Regions from separate parts of the Capra hircus genome. Here region 2 is linked to region 1. Evidence: chromatin contacts called from public Hi-C data. All regions are on one chromosome and are shown on one strand. The core of a region is the stretch at or near the end of the contact, and the rest is flanking DNA. Distances in the headings are between cores, read along the strand shown.

Region 1 (6,523 bases), core at 2,891-5,390:
AATTACCTGAAATCATACCATCCAGTAATAATATATTTTGGCAGATGTTTTCCCAGCCTTTTTTTTCCTTCCTGTAAGTGGATTTCTTTTCCCCCTACTCCCAAATTATGGTCATTTTTCTATATTAGTAAATATCAGTCATTTGCTACATTTTGTTACATTTTGCTATAAATGGCTTAAATTTTGCTACAAACGACTAAAATACTTTTTGCTTTGCCACTAGTAGTTAAGCTAAAGGTGGGTATAATTGGTCTAATTATTTTAGTAAATTTTATTAAAGTATGACAGAAAAGCACACAGATTATAAATTACAACCTAATGAATTTTTAAGAAGTAAACATACTTAAAAATCCAGCATCCAGATCAAGAAACAGAAGATCACCAGCACCCCCAAGAAACCATCCTCATACCCTCTTCCAGTCACTCCTTCCCCAGAGGCAACCACTATCCTGTGACCTGTCTAATCTGAAATCTTTACTCATCCGATGAGTAAAAATATACCCTGTTTTTTGCTTCTTGTCACTTTATGGAGTTACTAATCAGATCATTTATAAAATACATTGTAGGGCCCTGTTTGGGGAGGTTTAATCTCCTCCGTGAGAGAAGTAAATGGCAACTGTTAAGGTGTAGAACAAAAAATGACTTGGCAGAGTTGAAAAGATCAAAGCAAAAATTCTGCTGTATGACCTTTAGGATATATTATTTTCTTAATCAATATTTGAGTTCCTTTGGGGTAGGCACTATGAATTTGAGAAGAAAAAGCATCTCCCTTTCTTTGAAATGGCATATTTCCGTAGCTTTGGCAATTACAGAATATATCCTGTGTATAAACAACTAGTAAGGCTACATGGCCCTCTGCTGGAAACTTCTGGTATGATTTGGAGGAAGGCATTCTAGTCTGGTGACTGCTAGCCTTTCATTCAGCTCAAGCCTGCCTGCCTCTGGCTTTTCCTTGCAACTTCTCTGGTTTTTCTTTTGTTTTTTTTCCCCTCTTACGCTATTTTTCTGCTGTGATAGCAAATTTTGCTTAACAAAGTGTGAGGTGTGTAAACCTCAAGATCTTTGTAAACACTCTAGCAGTTGACTCTTAAAATGAATGCAAAAACAATAGACTAGGTTGTATCTCATTTACAAATTGTGAGATTCAGTCCTGGAGCTTAACACCAGAGGAGAAGAGGGTAACTGGCTGCTTCGTTTCTCTCCAGGAATCGACAAGGAGAATGTTGAACTCTCCCCCACCACTGGGCACTGTAACAGTGGACGAACTCGCCATGGATCCGCAAGCCAGGTGCAGAAGCAGAGAAGTGCTGGCAGTTTCAAACGTAATAGCATTAAGAAGATCGTGTGAAGCTTTCTTTCTTTCCTTTTTCAAACAGACTTAACTGACACGGGCTCTTCACTAGTGACCCCTCACCACCGTGCTGTGATGCTGCACTTCATGTTTTCTGACGAGCCCATCCAGTCTGCCATGTTGCCAGATGATCAACTCTTGGAAGCATTGCCTAAATTTAATGCTGCTTTTTTCTTTAACCTTTTTTTTTTTTTTTTTACTTTCGGTGTGTCTGATTTAAGCAAGTGTTCAGAACAGCTGCAAAGAGAGTGGGCAGTCAGGACACTTGAACTGAGAACATCCCAATTGTGAGAGAGGATGAATTCTTGAATACTGCTACTACTGGCCAGCTATGAAAGCCATTTGCACAGAGCTCTGCCTTCTATGTTTTCCCCTTCTTCAACATACAAAGTAAAGTGTTAGTCTTATTTACACACTTTTCAAGATAGAAGTTTATGGGAGAAATAATATTATAACCCCAGTATGTTTAATCTGACTTTTAGCTGTGGACTTTTTTTTACCTTTCAAAACTGAAGAACCATAGAGGTCAAGCCTCAGTGACTTCACACCATAAAGCCACAGGCAAGGTACTTTGGGGTGGGGGGGAGGGTGGAGGGATTTAGTATTTTGTAGTGGGTTCTTAAGAAATACTAACACTTGAGTATTAGCAATAATTACAGGAAATAAACATAACCACATATATCTTAACATTACTGAATTAAAGAGATGAGTTCTGAGGCCTTATCCAAACTCAGTCAGTCATCCAAACTAGTTTATATTTTTCTCCAGTTGATTATCTTTTAATCTTTAAATATGCTAAAAGTCATTTTTTGTTTTTGTAAACCAAAACTATACTAAGTATAGTAATTATACATTTTCCCCTTCCTCCTCTTCTTTCCTAAATAATTCTAAGCAGGGTAATCAGTGAACAAAGTGTCGAAAATTGTTCCTAGAAGGTAATTTCGTAGATGGTTGCATTAGCTCCATACAAAATGGAATGGTACGTGACTATTAGAGTAGATGATGCTTTTATTTTGTTTAATATTTTTCCCAGAAACATAGAGTATGGTGTATATTATCAAAAGTTTTTTTGATGAGATGTATTTTAAATGTCTTGTTATCTTTCCTCTCCCCTCCAAAAAATCAGGAATCTCTTTAGCAAAACATTTCGGTTCTATATGATAGAATTGCGTTTAATCACTGTGAAAAGACTGGTCAGCCTGCATTATTACAACAATAGGGGACCTTAAGCGCTGCTGCTATGCTGAATGGTGTGGATTATCATGGCATTGGAATTTTCCATAGTAATGCAGATCCAATTTTTTATGGTACCTGCAGTATGCAAAATAATTTGACTTCAGTGACTATATTAGTATCTGGATGTTCCAATTTAGGACTAAACCATATTTATTACAAGCAGATATTATCCCGCTATTCCTGGGCTCCCTTTATATGTTAAGATGTAATGGCTTTGGGAGGGGAAAAGAAACCTAGGGGAGGGGGAGTTTCCGAAAGTGCTGTTTCATGAGTGGATTTCAGTAAATTAAATTCCACAGCTAAATCAATAAATAATGGTACATTTAAGTGTTCTGATTTTAATAATATAACACATTTCACATTTATCCACACAGTAACAATGTAATATGTTAATGTAAATAAAATTGCTTTTGATATTCAGAAATAACAAGAATTTAATTTTTTTAATTTGTTTATAGTCCTGGGAAAAGTAAGAACCATTTGCCAAAATTAAAAAAAAGAAAAAACTTTAGTGCTAATAGTTATTTTGACCCTGAATTGTTGGAAAATATTGAAGATACATGCAATTAACTAAACTTTTACTTTTAACTATTGTAGAGGCTTCATTAGAATAGAGTGTTGTAATAACAGAGCAACTAAGATGACAAGGAAGTAAGACCAGAGCTGAATTTAGAAATAGATCTTTAACAGCCTGGTGCCAAGAATGCCGAGCTGCTGGTAAGGTCCATGTCTTCCCACAGCCCAGAGCTTCTGGGGTGGGCACCCTGGCTCCTGGAATGTGAGCTTTTAATAATTTTGGTTCTCTGTTTTTCCCTCTTTGTTGGTTGGTTTGGTGCAATGACCATGGGTAGTGTTATGCTATTTTGCTTCTCCCATCAAAACAAACTTCCAACGCTTTACCACTAAAAGATATTGATCTTTCCATAAACAAGTTTTCCAGGGTATGTTATTTCTTAAATTTATTAATTAACTTCCCTCTAGTGTAATGAAGGGAGTGAATTCAGTTGAAGTACCTCATGAAATGATCTGCATTGCATAAATCAGAACTGAACCTTCTTTGAATTGCAGAAATATTTTTGACCAGTACATCCTGGAAATTTGAAAACTTATTAAGGTTTAAGGTTCACCTTGTTTAAAGAACTTCTGACTTTTGAGGAGAATCTAGCTTTCCAAGAAACTAAAATGAACATGAGGTAAATCTCACCAATATGCTTCCCCTGGAGAAATGAAACTTTTTTAGGCCTCATACTTATAACCTGCACAAGAAATTCTGAAGTTTACAGCAGGTTGCCTATTCTGCATAATCTGATGTAAGTTCTATAAATTAATTTGTTTTGGGTTTGTAGATGTTTCCCCTGACTTTTTAAAAAGGAAAACACTAACTCACCATTTTTTGCTCATGATCTCCCTGCTTTATCACCCCCGCTGTCCCAGGGGTGTGCTCTTCTTTGCCAGCCTTGAGACCTGGTTCTCTCGCTTTGGGGGACATGGCCGATGCTCTCTCCTGCGTCCACTCAGCACCTGTCGCTACTGGGGGCCGGCTCCATGCAGGTCCTAGGCCAGGGCTGAGGATGCCGGAGAGAACAGCCAGGGGATGCTGTCCTAGGGGAGACGGCATGAAAGCCGGCAACCCACCCTGCTGAGTGGGTTTTAGGGTTCTCAGTTTCGTTTTGGCTTTTCTCTTTGTTTTTTGGTTTTGTTTTTACATCCTACCCCTAACCCAGGCATAATGAGGCATGTCTTATTCAATGTTATGCAATGGACTTATACAAAAATTCACTCTTAGTGTCAGCCACACAGTTTTTTTTTTTTAATGCAGTATATTCACCTGTAAATAATTTGTGTAAAATTTGACAGAAAAGTATATTTACTACACTGTAAATACATGTGATGATATATTGTATTATTTTGCTTTTTTGTAAAGCAGTTAGTTGCTGTACATGGATAACAAACAAAAAATTTGATTATTCTCGTGTTAGTATTGTTAACTTCTTCCTGCGACTGCGTTACATCATTTAAAGCAAATGCTGTGTACTGTAAACTTACATTGTATATGGTAACCTCCTCTCTTTTCTGTTCAGGCCCAAACTCTGGCAGTCCCCTTGTCTACAGCCTCGTTAATACCGTAAGCAGTTGTACGCCAGCAGGAGAAATGCTGCCCAACAGACAAAACCCACCATTGTAGGGGAGAACTGTAGAAACCCATTTCAGATCACTGTTGTTCCCATCCCATTCTCCTCCCTGTGTATGTACTCCTCCCCCTTTTTTTAAGTAAAATGTAAATTCAATCTGCTCTAAGATGTGGGGAGTTATTTAATTTCTTCACATGCATCAGCTCTCTCTTCTTACTTGCCCCCTACTCCTCCCTGATCTTTTGAAACATTAAGGCCATTTCCTTTCTTTTAAGGATGTCTTGGATTCTTAAACCACCACCACTACCACCCCCTACCCTGCCATGGGAAAGACCTTTCTAGTTCCAGAACTTCTCTCTCAACTAAAGGTAAAATAATTTTGGTGAAATGCATAGAGGAGAAAAAAGTTTCCCTTGAGTCTGAAAATTAGACTGATAAATTGATAGGAGGAAAGCCTACACATTTACTTAGTATACATTTTATATGACAGAAGCCTTTAAAAAGAGATGAGAAGACCCCCCCCAAAAAAAAAAAAGAAAAAAAAAAAACAGTTAAAACCTGAATATTTCTATCCTAGGTTTGATGAAGAGTGGGCATCATGTAGAAATCTCATAGGCCAGACTACGAGGTAAGTGCAGTGAAGTTGGGAAGCCTAGCAAGATCTATTCCAATTCTCAAAGTCCCTCTGTCTTCAGAGATTTGGATGCTCCTTTCCACCAGGGTTAGGGAGGGCCCAGCCTCTCAAGTGAAAGTTTTATGTGTGTTTCAGGAAAGGATGGGAGGAAAAAGGTCAGAGAAACCTTCCTGCTTCTGCCATTTTCTCAAGCTCCTTCAAGGTGGCATATTTTGAGATCACATGTCCTGAACCCCATCAAATGCTTTTTTAGGGCCTGCCAAACTGAAGGGTGACTCTGCATTCTGAGTGAGGCTGAGTTTAGTTCTTTAAAAATGAGCAATCAGAAATGCCAGGACACCCTGAGATCAACAGAGGGCTTATGTTAGGACCCCACAATTCTCTCCAGCTTCTCAGCTCTCTCCAGTAGAACCTTCCCAGACACAGCATGTGTAAGCACTGTCAAACACCCTCCTTGGCTCCATTACCCCATTATGCGGGCTACTCCCAGATGGACAAAGAATGCAGCCTAGACCCTGTGGCCAGGACAGAGCTGATCCTTATGAGGACAGCAGTATCTGTTAAATTAGACAAAGGGCTGAAAAGACTGTGAAGGAGACACTTTAGGTCTGAGGCAAGTACCGGTCTGTTCATGGGAAGACATACGGGAAGCAGAGGAACCTCACCTGGACCACTTGCTAGCACTCTGGGCCCAAACCTTCAAGGCAGTGTATATGCAGGCTCCAGGGCTGCCCAGGGAAGGAGGGAGGGAGGGAGAGAGAGAGGTTGTGTGTGGGCCGGGAGAAGGGGGACCCGCAGGCCTACGCACTCTCGAAGCTTCAGGTAAGTTCTCTGGCCACCGAGGCTTAAAGACCACTGGAGTAGAGACCAGAAAACTCAAGTACAGTTGACCCTTGAACAACAGAGTTTGAACTTCAAGGGTCCACTTGCATGCAGATGTTTTTTAATAGTAAATACTACAGTGCTTCATGATCCATGGTTGGTTGAATTCAGAGATAAAGAAGGACAGCAGATGCAGAGGGGACCAACTATAAATTATACGCTGCCCTGTTCAAGGGTCAGCTGTACAGCAAATAACTTTCTATTCCCCTCCAGACTAAAGCATCACAGTCAAAAATAGGGATGCCTTTGGGTAGTGACCATCTGGACCACACCTCTCCGTCCCTGGAC
Region 2 (6,523 bases), core at 2,466-4,965, 54 kb before region 1:
TGCAGTTCCTACCTACTGTTCTTACAGATTACCCCTTTCCCCAAAGAAGGCCTTATTAGAAAGTGTTATTCTTTAGAGATTCACTTTAGTTTTCTAAAAAATGCCATCCAGAGCAACAGAAAACATAGGCCATGAATTATCTTCAGCCAAGAATGTGTCTTGTGACTTTTCTTAAAATTTTTAAAAACCCTTCACAGTTCCTTTTTTCAGTTAGCTAAAAAAGGCATTAGAGAAGGAAAGAACCCAGATAGGAACATAATTATAAGCCCAGTTGAGTTTGTATGGTCAATTTTGATAGGGCATAGCCTCTTTTGTTAATAGGATTGTCATAGGACCTTAAAGTGTGTGAGATTTTCCACTTGTCATTTAAGGGTTACAGCAGTATTAAAACCAAATTCTGTTTTTTACCTATCCTACCCCTTTCTCCAGCTCTTCAGTTAGCTATACCCTCCTAGGGTCTGCTACATCAGAATGCTCAAATCTGTCTTAGAATTCCACTACAGCAATTAGGAATAGTCCAGAGAAAAGGAATAAGATTTAAAAGAAGAGTAAATGAGGGGGAGAGGTATAGTAGTGAAGAAACTGACTCTTTTTTTCTAGTTCAGTGACAGTGAGGGCAGTGTTATTACCACTGCAGAAAGTTACTCAACATATGTGATATATATGTGTGTATGTATGTATGTAGTATATGTATATATATGCAGGCCATTTGTACCTGAAATACCAACATTACTTCTTCAGGAGAAAAAGGTAGAAAGAACCATAGAGGGGGCAAGGGAGTAAAAAGGAGGAGAAAATGTTGGATGCAATGAAATGAAAAAGGAATGCAAAGAAATAAAAAATAACACAAAAGATAAAAGTAAAGCCAAACAAAGGATAAAGAGCAAATACATGGAATAGGGAGGTAAATTGATTAGAGAAGGTATTGAAAGAAAAAAAAGTTAATGAAAGGCTGAAGAACAAATAGTGATTATGTATTTAGCAAGAAGTTAGGGTAGAAGGTTAAAGCAAACAGAATTAGAAGCTGGGGGAGAAGACCAGAGCAGATGAAAGAAGGAACCACAGAGTGCTGCTTTCTGTCTTTGCTGATGCAGGAATCAGCAGAGGATCAGTGTTCTCAAAATGGAGGACAGGCCTTAGATCACCCATCTTCTCAAACTCACTTACCTTTCATTTCAGGACTCCTCTCTAAGCATCCTCAAGATTCCCTACTCCCCCCTGCCCCCCCACCGTCTTTTGGCACTCGGAAGCTACTTGTTAATTACTCTAACTAACCTATGAACAATCTATATAGCATTTTTTCTAGAATTTCCCTAGTCTACTGCTCAGGCAAACCCTGAGTTTGTCTACCTTTATATGGCAGTATTTTGCTCATTATTTTAGGTTGGGACTCTTGAGGTTTAACTCAGATCTTGGTTCTTTGTTTTTCCTGAATATTGAAAAAATTTTAGAAGAAAAACATGAGCTGTTTTAACTAAGCATTTGAGAGGCAGTTAAAGTAGGAGTCCCCTTAATGCATAAGTACATAAAGAGTTTAGCATGTAAAACTGATGCTAAATTGGATATGATAAGAGAGGTGTTACTGTCTTTGAAAGAGGAATCAAGGAGATTTGGCGGGCATATCCTTGATAAGGCAGATATAGGTAGCAGTATCAAAAAATAACATCTGAGCTTCAGTTACTTTGTTATAATACAGATATAATAAAGTTTAGTGGTATTGTATCTCCTGCTAGTATAGTTATGAAACCAGAAAAGGAAGAAGACAGCAATTCTGTATCTTGACGAAAAGCAGCAAGAGGAAATTAACTTTGAACTATGATAGGAATTATTTGATGACTATCTTTTATCAAAAAGAGCTCCCATTTTACTAAGTACATGCCAGGTGTTTGGCACCGTCCCGTTTTAAGGAGGAAGGTGATGTTATCGTCACTTTACAGATAAAACTGAGACACAGAGAAGTTGGATAATTTGCCAAAGTGTCACAGCTCTAAGTAGTGGCACTGATACAGAAATCAGTCAGTCCTGTATAAGATCTCCTTCCTTCCATTACATTCATAGTAAAATTCTAAAATAGGAGTGCTTTAAGAGGAAAAGAGATGTGAACTCTCTGAGAATAGATAATGTAAGTGACTTTTGGAGTCAGCTTTTTAAAAGGTTGGACAAGAACTACCAGAAAACCATTTTGGTCCTGTGACTAGGAAAACAATTATATGAGTTTTGATTAGTTAGCCTGTAAACTGGCATAATTGGGATGACTTTTAAAGATTGGACATTGACAGGCATCAGATTTTCATTTAAAAAATTCAGACTTACTCATAATTTCCCTCTGAGTGGAATTATATAGGGATTGGTTGGAAAACACAGGCATAATAAACCCTACATTTGAAATAGATTCTTTAAAAATATATAGATAAGCATTATCCAAAAAATGATAAACATTTTTCTGTATTAATTTCTGTAATAGTTACTTAGAAGAAATCCAAAGTGGACTTCCATAAAAGAAAGTCATAAGTACTTTATGAAATGTTGAAGTAGGATATTACCCACTATGAATTTACCATTCTATGATATTATGAGTCTATGTAAATAAACTCTTGGCAATTTTTATTTTGGAGGATATTCCCTTTGCAAGTGTCCAAGTTACTCAAAGAAAACATCTTTTCTCCATATTAACAACTTTCTATTCTATGAGTTTTATTTTCCATATCTATTTTATACTGCTTACTAAAGACTGAGATAATATGTGACATAAATATGTAGTGATGAGTATATGTCCACACATTTTACCATAGCAGTTTTTTTCTTAGCTTTAAAAATTAGTGATAATATTTTCATGTCATCATCATTACTAAAATTCTATTTGTATAAAAAAGCATATTTAATAATGATCATTGAGTGTCTCATCTAATCACCTTTGTTTATTTTTAAATTAACTGATGGTGACCATTCTTACTATGAAAACTGAAGGAGATTAAAAATAATTTAAACCTATGGATTATGTTATATATAGGAAATTTTCATATAAAGAAAATCAAAATTTTTTAACAGTTGGTATTTTGGGGTTGTAGATTTAGCCATAGCTCATGAATTCTAGTCTTATTTCCAACCCTTAGCTTTATCTGCCATGGCTGTAGTTTTATTTCTTTTAATTACAGAACTAAGGTCAACAAACATAATGATTGAATAAACTTTAAAGGGTTTATATTATATAAACCTAGGTGAAAATTTTTCTCCAAGGCAAGCTCAACACTGAATTTTTAAAATTCCATGCAACAAAACCATAATACCTGTTACCTATCTTTAGACTATCAGCCTTTAAGTTTAAAACAATAATAACATTTTAGTTTTAAAAATTGGAGAAGGAAATGGCAGCCCACTTCAGTATTCTTGCCTGGAAAATTCCATGGACAGAGGAGCCTGACTGGCTACAGTCCATGGGGTCACAAAGAATCAGACAAAAGTAAATTTTATGTAAAACAAAGATCAAACCAGATTGCCTGTGTGAAATTGTCTTACCTTGGCTGTTAACTTCTTTTGCAGAAGGCTAAATTCTTGTTCTAACTGGACATTTTGGTGCTTTGGCTAAGAAAGCAAAAAGTGGTTCCGTTCAGATTAAAAATGATCCTCTAGCACATTGAAATAGGTTCTGTAGAGAAAGAGGAAGTTTATCAATAGTTCGTTCCGGAAGTGCAATAAGCCACAAAATGACTAAGAAAGTACTACTTTAACAGAGCTTAATTTGAAACACAATTTGGAGCTACAGGATTTGAGTGCTTTTAATTAACATTTATAAGTAAACATTTGAGACTCTCTAGTAATGTGATTCAGTCAGTTCAGTTGCTCAGTCGTGTCTGACTCTCTGAGACCCCGTGGACTGCAGCACACAGTAATGTGATTATATAGTTTAAATATTTAAAATAGAACCTTGGAGAGAAAGTTATATACGGAAAAACTGCCAGTCGGGTTACTACCCATAGTGAGATTTCTTTTCATAACAAATGAATGATGTGTCCTGTTTACTTGTGTGACGGTAGGCAAGTCGTTATACTTCTGAATCACAGTTTCCTCCTCTGGAGGAATATTTCTGTTACTAGGTTTTGAGAGGATTCAATAAGATAAAATATATAAATGCCTTACACACAGTTGGTAGCCAGTAAATGTTATTTCCTCTTATATAATTTAGGCTAAACCCAGGTAAAAGTATGATTAATTTTTTCCAAATAGTTTCCTAAATGATTTTAAAGTTCAAGTCCACAACTCTTTAATTACCCACAAACTAGGTAATTGTCAGTGCAAAGTAAAAATAAATTGGGAATCATCTTTTAAATAAGTTAACTAATAAGTATGTTGAGAAGAGTATGAGTCAGTATAAAAACACATTTCTTTGAGCATGTCACCTTCTAGACTCTCTCATCTGAAAAGTAGAGATCATAATTCTTAATTTATAAATGTATTATGGGATTAAATAAATGTAAAGTGCCCAACATCACACCTATTTTAGTAGATGTTCAGTTCAGTTCAGTCGCTCAGTCGTGTCCGACTCTTTGCGACCCCATGAATCGCAGCACACCAGGCCTCCCTATCCATCACCAACTCCCGGAGTTCACTCAAACTCACGTCCATCGAGTCGGTGATGCCATCCAGCCATATCTTCCTCTGTCGTCCCCTTTTCCTCCTGCCCCCAGTTGTGAGGGATAAATTTTAAATATTTCTGCAATAGGAGCTTTCTGTTTTGTGTAAAGATGTTCAACATATGTGTTGCATAAGAAAGTAGCTGCCTAGTTAATTTTAATTTTTAAAAAGACAACCATTTGTTTCCAGTTTCTTGATTCAAGGACTGCTTTGTGTTATCACTGTTTTTGTGCAGTCTCAGATTTTTGATATGCATAAAATGGGAGCTCTGCCCAGGTTCATTTCAAATCTGATCCTTTTTACCCTTCAAAAGATAATCTGCTGCTGCTAAGTCACTTCAGTCGTGTCCGACTCTGTGTGACCCCATAGACGGCAGCCCACCAGGTTCCCCCGTCCCTGGGATTCTCCAGGCAAGAACACTGGAGTGGGTCGCCATTTCCTTCTCCAATGCATAAAAGTGAAAGTGAAATGGATCAGTCATATCTGACTCTTAGCGACCCCCATGGACTGTAACCCACCAGGCTCCTCCATCCATAGGATTTTCCAGGCAAGAGTACTAGAGTGAGGTGCCATTGCCTTCTCCGAAAGATAACCTGATGTTACCACAATGGGCATGAGCTTTCTTTTGCTTTCCGTTTTCCTTTGTTGTTGTTTACCTTTTTCTAGAATAATAGGGTTATGATTTGTTATTTGGGAAATGGATTTTTAATAAATCGGTAACAAATTGATAAGAAAATTGATGTTCTTTTTCCCTGTCTCATTTTAAGATGTAACCATAAAAAAAAAAATGTAACCTACCTAGATCTTTGGAGCAATGGAAATTTTACAAATTTAGTCTGATGACCAAGAGCAGTATGATCTAGGGAATTATGCAAAAATTATCAATGCCTCTATCTGGAGCTCACCCCATTTAAATCAGGAGGAAGGGTGTAACTTACACATGGGTGAGTTAAACTCTTCAGGTGATTCTGAATCTCAGTCAGGATGCGAATTACTAACCTAGAAAGAATTGCAGTAATACTTGGAAAAAATATATATAAATGTGTAAAATGTTTCCTCAGCCAAGTGCTCTGTGATGACTGAGAGAGGTGGAATTGAGGGTGTGAGTGGGAGGTTCAAGAGGGAGGGGCTGTATATGTATACATTTTGTATACATATGTATGACTCATTTTGTTGTACAGGAGAAACAAACACAACATTGTAAAGCAGTTATACTTCAAATTATTTTATAAAAAAAACAACGGCTGTTGTTAGGGTGTGGAGATAGTAGAGACTGGAAGGAGGCCTAAAGGCACTTTCTGAGAAAATGTTCCATTTGTTAGTTAAAAGGTGTTGACATGTGTAAACATTTGTCAAAGTGAATTGAATTGTAAAAAAGAAAAAAACACATACATATATATAAATGTTTCCTTAAATGTCTAGCATATTTCCCAAAATAAATGCTCGAGAAGGGATGAGATTTTTGAGACTGGCCTGGTCTTTAATTATGTTCTCTGTCAGTTTTGGTGGACAGTTGGAAAGTCTCTCAAAGCAATTTTTGCAATATATTAAATTGAAGATGAAAATCTTGGCTTAAATGTAAGCCACTATTTTACTTGAACCCAATTTCTTTAAATGTTCAGCAATTACCCGAGTATCCTATTTACCAAATTAGAACAAACACACACACATATGCACATCTTTTCTTTGCTCATGTCATATTGGATAGTAAAAAAATAAAATTGGTTTATTAGGTTACTTGGCACTCTCAAAGTCCAAAAACTAATCAGCCTTTGAATATTTGATATAAAAAAATCCCATAAGCAATATTTATAGAGTTACATTACAGTTAAACAGTAAGATATGTTTTACATTTACACTTAGCATTCTGTTGAGGCTATAAATCTCATCT

The links. A called contact is a pair of places that touch in the nucleus more often than the background predicts.
Region 2: a Hi-C map of blood shows a contact between it and region 1, with 2.0 times the contacts expected there. The contact joins the promoter of EVI2B here to the enhancer-like site in region 1. A contact is called at or near these places in 2 of 5 Hi-C or Micro-C datasets (both in blood).

What each region holds. Positions count from the first base shown.
Region 1 is chr19:18,274,203-18,280,725 of ARS1.2, reverse strand. It overlaps NF1 (neurofibromin), which reads left to right. Exons shown (of 58, transcript XM_018064268.1): 58 at 1,206-4,880. The coding sequence ends at 1,348. Among named protein-coding and RNA genes, the nearest start is that of RAB11FIP4, 16 kb to the right of the region's middle. Within about 2 kb of position 4,140, at least 1 of the 5 cell types and tissues checked has an H3K27ac peak or open chromatin away from gene starts, as enhancers often do.
Region 2 is chr19:18,327,345-18,333,867 of ARS1.2, reverse strand. It overlaps EVI2B (protein EVI2B), which reads right to left and starts at 3,715. Exons shown (of 2, transcript XM_005693236.3): 1 at 3,517-3,715. The region is part of intron 36 of NF1 (neurofibromin); the gene reads left to right. EVI2A (protein EVI2A) reads right to left here. Exons shown (of 2, transcript XM_005693237.3): 2 at 6,338-6,523.